Linked DNA regions of Triticum aestivum: region 2 is linked to region 1. A link is a contact called in public Hi-C data. All regions are on one chromosome and are shown on one strand. Each heading gives the region's core, a stretch centred on a gene start, on an enhancer-like site or on the middle of the called end of the contact. The rest is flanking DNA. Distances are from core to core; before and after follow the strand shown. Region 1 holds the start of LOC123094830. Region 2 holds the start of LOC123137984 (protein ABA AND ROS SENSITIVE 1).

Region 1 (5,765 bases), core at 1,573-4,072:
GTAGCATCGGTCGTGTTGCGGGATTTATTTTTTGCAGCATTGTTCGTGTTGCAGGATTTATTTATTGCAACATAGGTCATGTTGCAGATTTTTTTTCCTACTTCACATTTTTACAACAAAGGTATTGTTGCAGAAAAACTTTGCAACTGAGGTGATGTTGCAATTTTTTTCTTTGTCTTCATGTCTATATGGTGTAATGGAAGAAACTTATGCAACATAACTGATGTTGCAGAAATCTTTCTTGGAACAGAGTGGATGTTGCAAAACAAAACACCACTATTGTTCGCCGCGAGCTTGTCCGAGGGAGAGAGGCATGCGTGGTCCAATAGACCACGTGTCAATCAATGGAGGCGGTGGACACCCGCGCTAGATCCGCCGGTTGAGCGATAGCCTTTTCCATTTTTTTAAGGAAAACTTGAGAGCTTTATTCAACTGAAAGAATTCGCTGGGAAGTCAGTTGACCAACAAGTTAGGGGTCTCACTGATCCAGCTTTCAGTCATGGCAATCGTGCAAGCATGCTTAGCACAGATATGCGACATACCATTATCTGTTATTATTATATGTTGAAATTCAACAAAAGAATCAAAACTAATAGCTACCTCCCTAACTTCTATAACGATGGACGCCACAACTAAATGAAAATCATGGGAGAGTTCTAGAGGTTTACTACCTACATGTTGTCAGTTTCAAGAACTATATCCCGAAAGCCTCTGAGTTTGACGAAGATAACCCCATCTCACACAACCATGGCTTTCGCAATCAAGGGGTCCGTCATCCTAGGTTAAGGCTTGCACCATGCCCCAAGGAAGAAGTTGGCCTATGGGGCTAAACCCCCCGCCCCACCATTCCCATCTTCACGCATGATGATTGTATCAGTGTTGACATTGACGTGGTCAGAGTCCCGTGATCACCATCCATGCCTCGGCAACACCATGGCTTGCAGTTTCAAAATGTCCATAAGTACCAGATCCTCTCTAATCCGTCAAATTGAATAGGAAAAAGTTCATTTTAAACCCCGAACTCGTAGAGGTTAGGTGAAACGAACCCCCACGTTGAAATCCCTGTCGATTGCACCCTGGATTATGCAATCCCGGTCTAAAACGAACCCTGGGTCGTTTGAAAAATGGGGATTGTCGACGTGGCCGGGATTGATTGTGCTGCGAGGCCCGCACGTGGAAAAGCTGGGCCAGCCCAGTTTCACCCAGCTTGCTATCCACTTCGTGCAGTCCGCGAGGCCCAACAACCTATAGAAAACGCAAAGGAAAAAACATGATCAACTATTAATTTGTGAGTTACAAGATTCAAACTCCGGTCGGGTACGTTGACAGTTGTAGCCATAAACAACTAGGTTAACTTCTCTTAGTTGTACACTACAAGGAAAAATAGTCCTATTTGACCCTTCTTTAGTTCATGGAAATGAAAAAAAAACCCTGTAGATATTCGAGATAGTTCACGGAAATTAAAAAAAGATCATGGATATGATTTTTTTTGGAAAAAGTCCACAAGTTTTGTAAGAAAGTTCACAAATTTAGAAAAAAAAATGAAAAAAGTTTCATGTGTTAGATATCTTTTCACGGATTATTGAAAGAGGAAAAAGTTTCCTGCATTAGATATATATTTAGCAGTGTAACAGAAAAAAAAGGTGTGGCCTAGAGCGGAAAATGGGTGTGCGCCGTGGTCAATACTGCCACTTAAAGTTCATCAATTTGAAAGAAAATCAACGATTTTAAAAAGCTCCTGAATTTTCAAAAAGAGTTTATAGATTTGGAAAAAGTTCATCAATCTAGAAAAAAGTTCATGATTTTTTATAAAAAAATCACGGGTTTAGAAAAAGTTCAATGATTTTGAAGAAAAATGTTCATGTATTTTGGGAAAATTTTGTAAAATTGAAAAAGGATTTGTGTATTTGAAAAAAATCATGGATTCTACAAAGTCCATGACTTTTGTAAAAAGCTTCACAAATTAAAAATAAATAAATTGAAAAAGTTTCATGCATTATATTTTTTCATAGATTATATAAAAAGAAAAACAAAAAAAGTTTCACACATTAGATATTTTTTTAGCAGTGTAAAAGATTGGCCGGCCCCGCATGGAGACGGGTGCCTGCCGTGGTCAACACTGCCGCTTCCTGGGCCCACCAGTCAGACAAATCCCGGTTGAAATCTGCCACGGCAGTGTTTTTATACCTCAAACGATACCAGTGTTCGATTTTGACCGGGATTACATCCTTCGGTGTGCAATCGATAGGTATTCTGATGTGGGGGTTCATTTCGTGGAACCTCTACAAATTCAAGGATTAAAATTGACTTCTCCAACTGAATACACATGTCAATCTGGTCCGAAGGTGCCAGATAGACCACGTAACAGACATAATATTACTGTGTCAAAAGAAAGATAATATTGGTGCGATCTTTGTCTGTGAATCTAAATGTATAGGGCCGCCCTAAAAACGCTACGGACCATATTAAGATATGCACACATATGCTAAGTATGCAAATAATACTCCCTCCTTCTGGAAATATTTGTCATTGAAATAGATATATCTAGATGTATTTTTGTTCTAGATACATTCATTTTCATCCATTTTAATGGTAAATAATTCCGGACGGAGGGAGTACTGTACAACCGCAACCGCTCCGTTAGTTGTCTCTTCCTCCTATGGTTGGCTCATTTGCTCGTTTCTTGCTTCTTCTGTGCGCAACGGAGTTCTTGCGCGACGACTTACGAGCCATCCCCGTACAGAACAGAATTCGAAATTCCTGAGAAATTGCGTACCCATCGGCCAGTGAATTGCTGGTTTACGGTCGAGACACGAGATGCCATGGCCGTGGATTGCTTCTTCCGCGCCTCCGGGCTGGCAGTCGTCAACACCGTCTACATCGGCGGCACGGCCATGATCCTCTACGGGCTCGTCATCCTGGAGCAGAGGCCCCAGCGCAACAAGGGCTCCATCATCGTGCTCACGCTCTTCCTCCTCCTCTGGGTCTGCCTCGACGCCACCGTGTACACGGCCTTCTGCGGCGTCCTCTTCCCGTGGTCGGCGCTGCGCCGGTGCCTCGCCTCCACCCACGGGGCGCTCCTGCGGCTCCTCCGTTCCGCGGGCCGGCTTCTCTGCCTGCCATGCAGGTGCGCGCGCGCCAGGCTACGGCGCCGAAGCGGTAGCGGGAGAGGCAGCAGCGCTCTCCCGCAGTTTCTGGAGCAGATACAGGGCCACATGCCCGCGCTGGCCCGGGAGGCGCCGGTGCATGGAGGCGCGCAGGCGGTGACGGTGTATGACATCCTGGCGTACGAGCAGCTGGAGTGCGGCGGCGGCACGCCGGAGTGCTCAGTCTGCCTCGGAGAGGTGGAGAAGGGGGAGACGGTGAAGCGGCTACCGGCGTGCCTGCACATGTTCCACCAGCAGTGCATCGACCCGTGGCTGCACGAGCACTCGACGTGCCCGGTCTGCCGGTGCATCGTCTTCGCGCCATTGGCGGCCCAAATGGTATGAGTGGCACCGGTGATGATAGACAACTGAGCGCACAACTCAAGCCCTTGTTCCAGGTCTTCCGGAACAGGCGATGGCGGGGCATCTTGGGTCGTGGCCTTTCCAGAGCTTGCCGTGGGGGATGCTGAGACGGTGACCCTGGTGTGGCATCTTGTTCGGCTACGAGCGGAGTTGGTTTGCTGTTGGGTTCTGGTAGGAGAGTGGGTTTTCAGCTCCCGAGTGCCTACGCACCCTATGTGAACATAATTTTTTTTTTCATCAACAGTCAGAAATTTTGCAACATCAAAGATGATCAAACTTTGAAGATGCTTGAAATATTTAATGCAAAAAAACCATTCAAGGAGTTCTACAAACGAAAAAGATTTCAGTGCTTGAAGTTTGGAGCACTTTTAGCACTGAAATCTGAAACTCATTTGTCCACCTTTCTCTACATGATATTTTGGCATGAAAACTTGTAAGAAGCTTCAAAGTTTGACCATCTTTGATGTTGCAAAGTTTCGGATTTTTTTTGATTTTTTTAATTTACGGTTTGGTAGTTAGTGTTTGCTGCATGTTCATGGAATTCTCTTGCTCCGCCCTATGTTTTTGTGGAGTTGGAACAATAAATGAGGTCCCTTGGCGTGACGATGACACAAGACAGGTGTTCGGTTGCAAGGGTCATGGTCATCGTAGGATTGGTGCTTTTCTCCTACAAGGTTCGTCGACCGAGTGGGGGTTGTCTAGTCGCTTGCGCGAGTGGTCGGCCCTTTGTCATGGGCCCATATGGATTCATTGATGGTCCTCTATGTTGAAGTCAAAGTCGCTTGCTCATGAAGGAGTGATGATGATGACACTGGAGGACAACCTCGACAGCTTATGTGTATTCATGTGGGTAGCGAGGTTGACCGAGTTGCCCTGTGTGGACTATTGTAATGTTTTCGCCACTATATTGGCCAATTAACCGAGCAACTTTGTGCCTTCTCAATTAATAAGATGACACAAAAAAGTTTCCTTGGTTTCAAAAATAAAACCCCATGAATTTATATTAGTGTTAATTAATACGTTGTGACCTACGAATGTGGTTTCTTTGATCAGAAGCATGTAATTGCACATCATTTTCAGATCACAACAACGTAGCAAGGTGTTTGATTAGAAAACGTGGTAACACAAACCACGACATAGCCATGAAACACCAGTATGGAGTGGGAAAACTGAAATCGATTTGTTTCTTGGAGGTAAAGGTATGCAAATACAAAATCATAGCTGGTCAAAACAACATTGTCTAGACATTGCAACTTTCAAGCATGATAAGTGACGAGGGATTTACATGGATCATAACATCATACTTGAGGGAGTACATGGAATTTATAATCGAGAGAACATCACGTCAGGATAACGATGGGTCTAGAATACATAAAAGAGAGACACAAGGTATACCCAGATTTCAGGCCTCGAAGATGGACAAAAGCCCTACTTCATGCCTTGCACAATGTTGATGGGTAGTCGACGAGTTCGGATGATGATGGTGGTGATTTCGACGAGAAGTGCCAAAAATCTTCTACGTGATATACGCTAATCTAGACGAAAGGAGTGGATCCTCCTCCATGGTGCCCTGGTGCACTTATATAGCTCCGGTTATGGAATACTCCAAGACAGCTTGATGGCATACCAGTTTAGAATTTGTCATTTCACAATTTCTTTTTGTCATTTCCTATGTGTTATATAGTGTTTTCCTAATATGTAGTGTACTTTGATGGAAAGTCTTCTTCGTAGGTCGTGCCGCTTCTCCTTGGGTTGATATCTTGTCCTTGGGCTTTGTTGGGGGGGGGGGGGGGGGGGGGTGCTGGAGTAGTGATGAGGTCAGACCCATATGGCTTGCCCGAGCCGCCCCCTAAGTGTTGTGGGAGACACGGGGTTACCTAAAACCGTTTGATGTTCCCGATTTTAGGTTATGGTCGACGACTACAACATACACATTATCTTCCGTTGGGCGCTTCTTCATTGTCAAGCGACAACTTGTTGTCATTCAAGATGAGCTTGTTCATGATCACCCATGTAAGATGATTCCGGGTCATGGCGAGCATTAGCATCTTAGGATGGATAGAAAGCAGATAGATCATGTAGTTGGATATCACCCTGAACTCTTGTATATGAGAGGTTGTGCTTTAGTAGTGAAAGTTTTTTAGATGAAAGACCTATGCCCGACTTTATAGATAAAACCATACGACACCAAACACAAGTTCACACAAACAGTCAAATAGCCCCCATGGGCCAAGTACAGAATGAGAATCAGTTTAA
Region 2 (5,847 bases), core at 636-3,135, 230 kb after region 1:
AAAGGTTCGGTCGCCGCCTTCAAGGGCACCAATAGTGGATTCACGGCATCTCGCATTGTGTGAGGGCGTGAGGAGAATACGGTGGCCCTAGTGGCTTCTTGGGGAGCATTGTGCCTCCACACCGCTCTAACGGAGACGTACTTCCCCTTAAAGGGAAGGAACTCCGGTAACACATCCTCGTCTCCACCGGCTCCACTCTTGGTTATTTCGTGCCTTTACTTTTGCAAGCCTACTTGTTGTTACATCCTTGCTTGCTTGTGTGCTAGTTGTTATTGCATCATATAGGTTGCTCACCTAGTTGCACATCTAGACAACCTATTTTGTTGCAAAGTTTAATTTGGTAAAGAAAAGCTTAAAAATTGTTAGTTGCCTATTCACCCCCCTCTAGTCAACCATATCGATCCTTTCAATCTCGATGCCGGCAAGGCCGGCACAAGGCTTTCGCCTCAAGCATCGCAGACCGGACCTCTCCGCATACATTGGTCGCTGTGTCCGGCAAGCACAGGAGCGCGAGACCTCCCATCACCCAGCAACTCCATGGCGAGCCTCCTCACCGCAGACTGCAGGGTGCACCTCCATTGACACAGCTGCTCACCTCGAGCACTGGCGCCGACAGGAGGGGAGATCGAGCCTGGGCGCCACCACCAACTTCCACCCCCAGATCCACCTCCTCAGCCTAACTCGCCAAACTGGGAACCGGCCCACATGAACCAGAGCCAACGAGCCGAGCGCCTGCGACGCTCACCCTGGACAGCACCACCGGAGGTCGCCAGCCCAGTACCGCGCCCCTGCAGCCGGAGTGAGCCCGAGGTGCCGCCCACACTTGAGAGCGTAGGGAGCAGGCCAGCCAAATCTGGTCCTCCCAGCCGCCCATACACGCCCACCGCTGCACGCCCACCACCACGAGATGCACCAAGCATCCGGAGACGAACAGGACGCCGCGAGGATGGGAAGACCACGCCCCGCCCCCACGGGTGGCCGATTCGCCTGGGCCGCGACGCAATAGGGTGGAGAACGAACGCCCCGTCGCCACCTTCACTGGGCATGCACGGGCTTCGCCGGCGTTCCCTCCGGCGGCGGCAATGTGGGGAAGGAGGAGCGGTAGGGCCTGCTGGCGGCGCGACTAGGGTTTCCCCCGAGTCGCCAGAGAGGGCGACCGGGGGGGGGGGATGTATACACTTTGAACTTATGTGTCACACATTGATGCATTTGGGGGTCAAGTTCACTAATTACTCCGGAAGGCACCTCCTAGCTTCCTTGTTAAATTCCTAGCGGATGATGTAACCCTTATTTGAGTTAATAAAGTAATAATTCCGTCATTCTTTTTACTCCGGAACCCCAACCGCAACAAAATCCTCTCCAAAAAAAACTCCACTCACGCAGTCATGACTTGCAAGCTTTGCTTATGTCAAACGCGAGGGCTGCGAAAAACGCACCACCAGAGCGCTTCTGTCTTAGGAAATGGGACATCTCGTAAACGAGCACGATGTTATCTGAGATAAGCCTCACCGACAAGAATGCACTCTGGTTATTTGATATGATCTCTGGTATGATGAACTTTAACCCATTGGCAATGACCTTGGGGACAAGCTTGTGCACAATGTTGCATAGGCTAACCGGGCAATGACCTTGGAAACAAGCTTCAAACAGGATGGCCGGAAGTTGATCTCAAGTTTTCTTTTTGAGTGATCTCAAGTTTACCTCCCGGATGGCGCCGTCCAGTTTTTTTTTTTTTTTTTTTTTGAGTATCGCGCCGTCCAGTTTAGTGAAACTTATCCAGCCAGTCGTGCAGGCCCAACACTCCGGCCTTTCTGCAGTCCGCTCGGCCTGCCCGTCCGTCGCTCAGTGGCCAATTCGTGCGGCTCACCAAGTTCGGCCCCTCGGGCCCATTTGCCATCGGAGCAGACGCCGTGTTGCCTCGTCGTCTTTCTCTCGCTGGAGCTCGAGGCCGCCTCCCGTCGCGAAAGCTAAAGAAGGTTCAGGCGAGGCGCCGCCACGGCCTCGGCGTCTGGATTCCTGGTCCTACCTCGACGGCGGCGCGCATGGATCAGAGGAAGGCCCTGTTCCGCGCCAAGCTCCGCGAGGCCAAGGAGAAGCAGGAGAAGCGCATCGACCCCTCGCTCGTCAGGTCTCCTCCGCCCCCCTCCCTTTCCCTCCCTCCCTCCCTACCTCCCTCCCTCCCTGCTAGAGTACGGCCTCCGTAACCCGGATCCTTCCGCCTACCCGGTTTCCACGGCCGCGATGGTTTGTGCCGGGGCGCGCGTTCGCCTGATGTAACCCTAGCTAGCAAGATGGGGACGGGCAGCCGGCGCGGGCGTCAGGGGTTTGGTGCGTAGGCCTAAAATTACTGAGTGTTTGCTACTGTGCTTGCTCTCGAGTAGAGGGTGGGACATCGCAGTGTTGCAGTTTGATTCCATGGTAGTACCGATTTACAGTTGCCTTCCTATTTCATTTCAGGGTTCGAACCTTGTATAGTCTTGTGTTAATCTAGCCCCCTTTCATTACCCCCTTATGCATTGCTTATACTCCCTCCATTCCTAAATATAAGCCTTTTTAATGATTCTAATATGGACTACATACGGAGCAAAATGAGTGAATCTAGGCTCTAAAACATGTCTATATCCATCCGTATGTAGTCCATATTGAAATCTCTATAAAAGGGCTTATATTTAGAAATGGAGGGAGTATTTGCTTAGCTAAATCCCATTGGTGTAAACCTTAAACCAAATGAGTGTGATCAGCTCATCTGTATGATAATCAAGCAATAACAGTATCTAAAAGCCAGCTGCATTATCTTCTGCAGGTATAATGAATACGATCAGCCCATCTGTAGAGTCTGCAACGTTACGTTGAAATCCGAAGCACTTTGGCCTGCGCACCAGGTTTCACGGAAACATCATGAGGTAAGCAGAGTAATAAAGCCATGTTAGTGTTTACTGAACATGGACAGTTGTATGTATGACAGAAACGTGAATGTGGGGATTTCTATGCCAGTCCAGGTCTGTTTTCATATGGAAGTTCTAAGTGTTAGCACTCAGTTTCCAGCTTTACTGGGTATGCTGTCATGTTGTTTGGTAGTTATTCTAGATATGAGTATATGACCCTGTAGCAAATTGGACAACCACTAAGGTTTACTTCAATGCAGTTTATTGATAGAAAAGCTCTGATCAAGAAACATGTTGGGTATCAATAATAACCCAGTTTTCGTGGTTTGTTGATAACCATCAAAGAGTTAATTACACAAAACCACAACTTCAGGGTAACTTATAACACTTTACCACAACTTTTGAGTTTTTTAACAAAAAAACCACAACTTCAGGTCAACTTATAACACTTTACCACAACTTTTGAGTTTTTGTAACACAAAACCACAACTTCTGAACTAATTCTCAACATTGAGCCCAAATCTATCAGTCAACTTCTTTTAATATACAATCTGATTGACTGGGCCCACATATTAGGAACTAAGCAGGAAAAAGGTGGCATGTGCGCATCTCCGAGGTGGCCTACCATTTCCTTCTCTTGCCATCCCGTACCGGCGCTATAAACTCCACCGACGCATTGAGCAGGGAGCTGGGTGTGGTCAAAATTCTGCCACAGGATGATCACTCCAAGCGTCCTCAATGGCGAGGTTCATAGTGTCACAAAGCCGCACCCGCATGTCACTATCGTTGTCGGTGGAGTTCCAAAATGATCTCGACATCGTAATCAGTGAGGACGAGCACGTTGCAGTGGTCGTTAAGCATGAGGTGGCAGCCCTGATTGTGCACAACGTGGCGACACGGATGTGCTGGCAGCGCCCGTCTGGACTATGGCATGGTCGGGCGGGGCGCGCGAACTAGACAGAGAGGTCCTGGGGAGGACGAGCGCGTCTCTACGGCGGTGGAGTACAAGGTAAGAGCCTTGTCTATGCACGACGACGTGGTATAGTGCATGTGCTAGCTGCGGTTGTCCTGACGATAACATGGTTGGACGGAGTGCGCCAGACGAAGAAGGTGAAGACGGCGGATCTTTTTTGTTTTCCGGGGTAGATGGCGTAGAAGCTGCAGGTGAACGCGTCGTCGAAGAGACGACGATGTTGTATGCGCACTTCTATGTTACACACATTCAGTCAGCGCCACGCATAGGAGGGAACTTGTCGCCTAGAGCCTGACATGTGGGCCCAATCATTCAGATTGGCTGTTAAAAGAAGTTGACCGGTAGATTTGGGCTCAATGTTGAGAATTAGGCCAACAGTTGTGGTTTTGTGTTAAAAAACCCAAAAGTTGTGGTAAAGTGTTATAAGTTGCCGCGAAGTTGTGGTTTTGTGTTAAAAAACTCAAATGTTGTGGTAAAGTGTTATAAGATATCCTGAAGTTGTGGTTTTGTGTAATTAACTCTTTTTTTAATTTTTTCCCTTCATTTCAAGTATAATTTTACTGCTCACTGTTAAGCTGCATGCTTATTTTTTATGAAAATATTTCATCTCATTTATGTATTTAAATCACATATTTTAACTGCTATAGCGATCTGACTGAAGTATATTTGCTGCGAAGGTGTCTGTGTACATTCTTTGTGAGCTGTGTTAATTTTGCCGATTTATGGTACAGGCAAAAGCTGCCGCAGCTGCTAAAGTTACACCAGCTGCAGCTCCTCGTGGCAATAATGTCAGTCATGAACGACCAGCTGAGACTCAGAAAGCAAAATCCTCTCCGATGCCTGCCAATTTTTTTGACAATCAGGGAATGAAAAGGCAAAGTGATGGTGAGAATGCCAAAACATCCCCCCTCCTCGCAAGCTAAAGATTCATAGTGTAAACTGAACTTGGTCAGCCTTGTCTATACATTTGTTTGATTGTATTCTGCTCTGTGTCATCTTGCTTTGTTTGGTAAGTGTAGGTAAATTATGAGTATCATTCATGGCTAAGGAATTACTCACATCTAATATCTTGTTTTGGTCTGCCACTGGTTATCTGTTATGCTTGCCATTGATTGAATTCTCACCAAGATAGTCAGATAGCATGTTGTACAGAGCAGTAAGAGCACATTTGGTTCCTGCTAGACCAAGCAATTTACTTTACCCATCTAACCTTGCTTAGCAAGGTTTGCTTTTGTGCTAAAAAAACCCTCACTTTGCATTGCAACCTTTACCATACGAGCAAGGAAAAGCTTGCTATGGAGTCAGCCAGTCAAAGCCTTCATACACGGCAGTTTACATTCCTCCTGGCTATACCTAATAACCATTTATCTTACAAAATTGGTACTCCCTCCATCCCCAAATAAGTGTCTCAACTTTCGACTAACTTCAGTACAAAGTTGTACTCCCTCCGTAAAGAAATATAAGAGCGTTTAGATCACTAAAGTAGTGATCTAAACACTCTTATATTTGCTTACAGAGGGAGTACTAAAGTTCAGACACTTATTTTGGGATGTAGGAAGTATCAGTTAAGTAAGAAATGATGTTAGAACTAGTAAAGTTGCATGAACACATCCTAATTTCTGGATAGCAAGTACTATCAATGTTGTTCTATTTTCTGTAGAGCACTAGAGCTTCCATCTATAGTGAACATTTTATGTATTTTCTGTGAAGATTCCTGCTAGCAGTATTATGCTGTAGTAGCAGCTGAAATGTGCATTTAGCAGTCGTGATGTACCTGAAGGTCTTGTTGACTTGAGTGCCTTAATATAACAACTTTGATGGGTAGGTACTGGTTCTGAGGGAAGGTCTGTACGTCATCAAGTGGCCAGTGCTCAGCCAGCAACCAAAGAAGCAAGTGCAAATAAACCATCTGTCAGGATGGACCAAGCGCCAAATAAAGGGAGTAAAGGCAGTACGGACGTGAAAGGAATTCTTCCAGGGAATTTTTTT

What was found. A called contact is a pair of places that touch in the nucleus more often than the background predicts.
Region 2: a contact with region 1 is called in a Hi-C map of leaf, with 3 times the contacts expected there. The contact joins the promoter of LOC123137984 here to the promoter of LOC123094830 in region 1. A contact is called at or near these places in 2 of 5 Hi-C or Micro-C datasets (both in leaf).

What each region holds. Positions count from the first base shown.
Region 1 is chr1B:555,018,930-555,024,694 of IWGSC CS RefSeq v2.1, forward strand. LOC123094830 reads left to right here and starts at 2,823. Exons shown (of 1, transcript XM_044516717.1): 1 at 2,823-3,491. The coding sequence starts at 2,823. The coding sequence ends at 3,491.
Region 2 is chr1B:555,246,366-555,252,212 of IWGSC CS RefSeq v2.1, forward strand. It overlaps LOC123137984 (protein ABA AND ROS SENSITIVE 1), which reads left to right and starts at 1,886. Exons shown (of 7, transcript XM_044557880.1): 1 at 1,886-2,128; 2 at 2,804-2,903; 3 at 4,590-4,743; 4 at 5,684-5,847. The coding sequence starts at 2,043.